Regions from separate parts of the Zea mays genome. Here region 2 is linked to region 1. A link is a contact called in public Hi-C data. All regions are on one chromosome and are shown on one strand. The core of a region is the stretch at or near the end of the contact, and the rest is flanking DNA. Distances in the headings are between cores, read along the strand shown.

Evidence for each region. Hi-C and Micro-C count contacts between places; a contact is called where the count stands out from the background.
Region 2: a Hi-C map of leaf shows a contact between it and region 1, with 2.3 times the contacts expected there. The contact joins the enhancer-like site here to the promoter of LOC100193640 in region 1. A contact is called at or near these places in 5 of 25 Hi-C or Micro-C datasets (ear, leaf and tassel).

What each region holds. Positions count from the first base shown.
Region 1 is chr2:72,855,248-72,858,042 of Zm-B73-REFERENCE-NAM-5.0, forward strand. LOC100193640 reads left to right here and starts at 1,362. Exons shown (of 1, transcript XM_020548334.3): 1 at 1,362-2,139. The coding sequence starts at 1,668. The coding sequence ends at 1,877. It overlaps LOC100275333, which reads right to left and starts at 972. Exons shown (of 1, transcript NM_001364363.1): 1 at 243-972. The coding sequence starts at 712. The coding sequence ends at 500.
Region 2 is chr2:72,930,024-72,932,818 of Zm-B73-REFERENCE-NAM-5.0, forward strand. No RefSeq gene overlaps it. Among protein-coding and RNA genes, the nearest start is that of LOC100193640, 75 kb to the left of the region's middle. Within about 2 kb of position 1,453, at least 16 of the 20 cell types and tissues checked have an H3K27ac peak or open chromatin away from gene starts, as enhancers often do. A contact at or near this core is called in ear, leaf and tassel, where this site is marked.

The DNA.
Region 1 (2,795 bases), core at 112-2,611:
TATTGGGTCTTGCAGATATGCATATTGGGTTTTTAACATTGTGCTGGTGGAGAAAAAAGATTATGGTAAGTTTAGTGTATGTGTTAATTTTCGTAATAACCAAACTAAACTATAGTAATAACTAACAAGAGAATATAATTCTGAAACGTTTTCTAGCAGAACCTGAATCCATAACAAATGTATCTTAAATAAAGTGAATCCATGAGTTGAAAATTGAAAAGTAGACCAACGATCGAGACAGATTTTGAAGCATCAGGATGATGCTAAAACAAGATCACGTACGTATACAAGTATACCCTTGTTAAAGTAGGAATACAGGTACAGCCTATGAAATGGCCGGGCGATCGACCGTGTGATATATATGACGAGAGAGAGCATATAATACAAAACAACGGGTTGACGAATAGACGACGACGAACAGGTACGTACGGTGCGTGCGGTGAAGATTAGCTAGGGAGCTCAGCTAGTCGCCCACAGGTAGCGAGCTGAGGTACAGCAGCTAGGCGCCGGTGTAGATGTGGAGTTTGCACGCCATGGTGACAATGAGGAAGAGGACGAAGAAGATGATGGTGTGGACGGTGGCGGCCTTGCCGGTGACGCGGAGGCTGCCGAAGTCGACCCAGCGGTGCATGCCGGGGAGCTCGATGAGCAGGCCCGGCGAGAGGAGCACGAAGAGCACGACGCCCACCACCACGGGCGCCCAGTCCAGCATCCCGGCCGGTCCTAAAAACTAGTCTAGACTAGGTAGTGCTAGGCTTGTATTGTACTGCTGCGTGCGCGTGGGTGTGTGTATTGCCGCGATGCATACTACGTGTGTGCGCGCTTGCATTTTGTGGAGCAGGACTGCAGGAGCAGCAGGAGGGAGAGGGAAACTGGGGCAATAATAATGGAGCGGAAAAGAGGGAGATTCATGGAGGAATGAGACGTCGACGAGATACCCATGCCTGGCTGAACCAATCGACGCCAAAGAGTGAGAAAGCGAGCAGGGGAATCGGAGGAGGAAAAGCATCGGGATGAGGATGGGGTGAGAGAGAAAGGGATGGTTGCTGACTCTTGATTAATTTGGCGGTACGGTGGGCATGTTTGCTTCCCTTGTTTCATTAACTTGAATCGGTTCTTTTTGCATCGATTTTAATCCAAATGAAAAACTGACGCTTGCTGTGTTTTTGTTTTGAAAAAAAAATAAACAAAGGATGGAGCGGAGCCGGCTGCCAGTGTACAAATTCTGCTGGACCCTTGAAGGGCCCAAGCCCAGCAGGCCTCCCGATTCCCTGCTGCTCCGGCACGGACCCGTGCGCCGCTGGGGCCCGCGTAGATCCGTTGCGTCGCCTCCCTCTCTCACGCACGGTCGCACACCAGACTCCAGTACTCCAATGTGCAAGCAAAGCAGCAAGCCAGCAAGCAACGGTTGGATTCCTTGCCCCCGCCCGGACCACGGAGAGAGGCTGGACCACGCAGGCTCCTGCCCCTGCCAATGACGCGTGGGGCCCGCCTCGCTTTCTTTACCCCTCTAAAAAGCCTGCCACTGCGGCGCTCCTCATTCCAATTTCCAAGAGAGACAGAGAGAGCGTGTGGATTTGGGGGAGCTTCTTCACTGGAGAGTGGAGAGCTCCGGTAGCGAGGCGAAGGAAGGAAGAGGGAGGAGGGGAATCAGAGAGGTCTCCCCGATGGCGGACTGGGGCCCCGTGATCGTAGCGACGGTGCTGTTCGTGGTCCTCACGCCGGGGCTGCTCTGCACGCTGCCGGGCCGGGGCCGCGTCGCAGAGTTCGGCAGCATGCACACCAGCGGCCTGGCCATCCTCGTCCACGCCGTCCTCTACTTCGCGCTCATCACCATCTTCCTCATCGCCATCGGCATCCACGTCTACGCGGGCTAGTAGCCGCCCGGAGCAGGATGCGATATACGGAGTAGTAGGTTGCGCCGCCGCCGTGATCCAGATCAAGATCTGTTTTTTTTTCTTTGTTCCTTTTCGCTCTCTCTCTCTCTCTGCCCTCCTCCTCGGATTTGCTGCCAGTATGGACGAAATCATTGATTATGGTCTGGACGTCTGCTTGTAATCAATCATGACTTGTGTAATCTTGCTTGCGGCCATCAGTATCGATCAAATATCAATCGCGCTCATTCCATATTTTTTTTAATTTGAATTGCTTCTTCGTTTGCTCTCTGAGCGTACCTCTGATTGCTTTTTTGCTTGCTTGGTGGCCGTCGCTTGCTTTGCCCATGTTCGGGGCCATTGATTGGTGAGGTCGATTAGTGTGCGCAAATCGCAATCCAAGTCGGGCCCGACCGGGTCCACCGGATCGGAATTGCCGTGCGGCGTGCGCACTAGAATTATGTCGGCTAAATCCAACGTAAAAGTGAAGGCAATAAGATTATTCTTTATATAGTTTATATAGTTTAGGGTTTAAGATTAAAGTTAGACGTTCGAACTCCGTAAGAATAATAGAAATCATTTTAGATTAAAGTCGAGCAAACAGACGGTTTTAATGCAAATTCAGTAACATTTTTTCCAGCACTACATCAAACTAACAATAAAACGATACCTTTCCAGCACTTCATCAAACTAAGAGGCTTTCTCCTTGTAGAATACGACGGAACCTGACTGCTCACGAGTCACAAAGCACCCACTTTCTTCTCTCTTATATTTCTACCTTACAACTAAATGCCAATAGCAATTATAAAAAATATGAGGATGAAACAAACCCGTCTCAATAGATATTTCACACGATTTTCAAGACTTTAGAAACGAGTTGACATACAAATTTTATACCCATGAAACTCATTCATCTTAGAT
Region 2 (2,795 bases), core at 203-2,702, 75 kb after region 1:
CAATGCTCAACCATAACCATTTTTCTTGGCAAACTTTACACTAGACATGAGCCGAACACCGTAAGTGAGCTCATATACATTATTCCCCGCATTTGCTGAGCAATGACCGTATGAGAGTTTATCATTACTATAATCATACCATTTCAAGAATAGGTACCGCAGGAGGAGCATGAAAGATGTTGCGATAAGTTCGAAAAAGTCTAGACCGTGGTCTCCTAGTCAACTAAGATGGTGGATGATTGTTGCCGACATATGGTATATTCTATTTAGTTATTTTGTACAAAACTTATATTAAATAATAAAGATGTGACATTGTTTTCTGTATACTGAGTCATCATATTTGTGAGACTTAATCCTAGCACACATTTGAAATGTATCTGGATTTGTTATTAAATTCGGGTGTGACATATATATTTTTTATGAAATTTGTTTGGTTTCTAGCAAACGTGGACTAAGACATTTTCATTACCCCATTGATTCTTTTTATGTTTTTTGTTTGGATTGTTTTTAGCAGACCTATGCTCAGGGTCTTTCTCTTTTTATTAATCTCTCTCTTTTTGTTGAAAACAATGGTTTTTCATTTAGCCTATTGAAACACCTTTTCTTCGATGGATTTGTTTAGGGGCAAGGGGTAGCCCCTTTAGGCTAGTTTGGGAACCTTAAATCACCTTCTGAATTGGAGGAGATTGAGATAGAAATGAACCAATTTCATCTCCAATCCTCTTCAATCCTAAAGGGGATTTGCGTTTTCAAACTAGTTTAGGGCTGATTTAGTGACTAGGGATCACGAAGAAATCCATAGGAGAGGAATTCCTTTGCTATTCAATTTTGAATAGCAAGGGGATTATTATCACATGGATCCCCTCGTGATCCCTTATCACCAAACATGTCCTTAGGTCTTAGTTGCGTCTAAATCGAATGAGAGTGGAGAGGATTAAATCCCCTTCTAATCAATTATGACTAGAGAGAGATTTAATCTCCTCGAATCCTCTTTAATCCAGACGCAACCGAACAAACTCTAATAGTTGATTTGGTGACAAGAGGTCACGGAGGATTGAGGAAGAAATAAACTAATTTCCTTCTTAATCCTATCCAATCCCCGTAATCACTGGTCAACAAATCAGCCCTAATCCAAATCAGCTCTAATCCTTCCAATTCCTCTTGCTCGCAAATATGCCCTACGTCAGATTTCAGTCCCCTAGTCTGCCCATCTGTGATTTTTGGACTTCCGTTACCTCTCAGCCCACAAAAACGTTAGCAACTAGCATGGACCAAGGATAGGAAGAATGGAAGATTGGAGGAAAAATCTGGGATAGGCAGCAGAGAGTGGGGAGATCGGACTATGAATGCCTAGAGTAATTCTGGGTTCCATGTTCGATATCCTCGCGTCACGGACTGGGCTACGCTCACTTCACCGATAGCACACGGACCCAGTCCAGCCCAAAGACGCGATCATTCTGCTTCCTTGAGCGTTTGCCGATGTTCTGGCCCAAGCTGCAAGTAAGTTGATGTGCTAACAACGGCCCTATTTATTTCGGCTTATGGCCAGATTCTGATAGTTAGATCAGCTTTTGCCAGTCAAACTTTCGCTTTTCAGCCGTTTCGCTTTTCAGCCATGAATGCATGATTCGCCGGGTCATGACGACGCAAGGAATATATAGTTTTCTAAACTCTAAACCGTGCAGTCCGCTGTACACAAGCGGTTCTCGTGACAGTTAGATTCTACGTGAATCCAAATTGTCAGAAAAGCTTTTTAGAAAAAAAAGCTGTCCCAAACAAGCAAAGCGTGCTTCATCTTTACCCTTGAATATATAAGCTAGCAAGTTTTCTTGTTTGTGCTAAAATTATATACGGTAAACTCCAAAAGCAACAAAAACACACTATAAAAACTCAGCCACAAAGGTGTTAAAAATATAGGCATTTTCCATATCATTTTAATTCCATAAATTAACATTATGATGATGACATATAAAATATGTTTAATCATAGAAATCGCGATCTTAAATATATCCATAACAATATGGATCATGAGAACATAAAACATATAAATCATATAAATATAATAAGCATATAAACAGTCAGAACAATTGAGAATAAACAGACAACAACATAAACAGCATGACTATAAAATTAAGACAAACAGATTTATCATATTACTAGTATGAACAGGCATCAGACATGTCATGATATAATACGACAAAACAGATTGGATAAATTTATGGCTATATATGAAACAACAGGTATGAACATATGTAACATATATTATCTGCAGAATGTAAAACAGTAAGGAGATGAATTGATCATACCCTCCCATGCGCTCCGAGGATCTAGATCCCTGTCCAACTTCACTTGTCATGTCGTACGAGATGAAGACGCCAGGAACCAGCGATGAAGACAACGTTGGGCAGTCGCTTAGACGCTCCCCAAAAACCTAATTGCCGATCCCCCGAGCAGGGTCTCGAACGGCAAGGGCTCCGGAGGCACCTGCCCTCTCGCCTCTCTGTGCGTGCAGAGCTACGAGATGGAAACACCCTCACTTGCGGCTGGACTGTGACTCTGGAATGTTCTGTTCTCGTGTGTGTCAAGTGCCAGGGGTTCTCCTCTATTTAACCTCTCGCAGAGGGAAGCTGAAGGAGAAGAGTCTGCACGCAACACACCAAGAGACGGGCAGCTGAAGGACAACGGTCTCGCATGCAGCTGACGAAGAGACAAGCAGCTGAAAGGTTTACGCGGTTAGTGGGTGCTAAAAATTAACACAACCACACCACGCCCGCTCGTCTGCCTTCCTGCCTGCC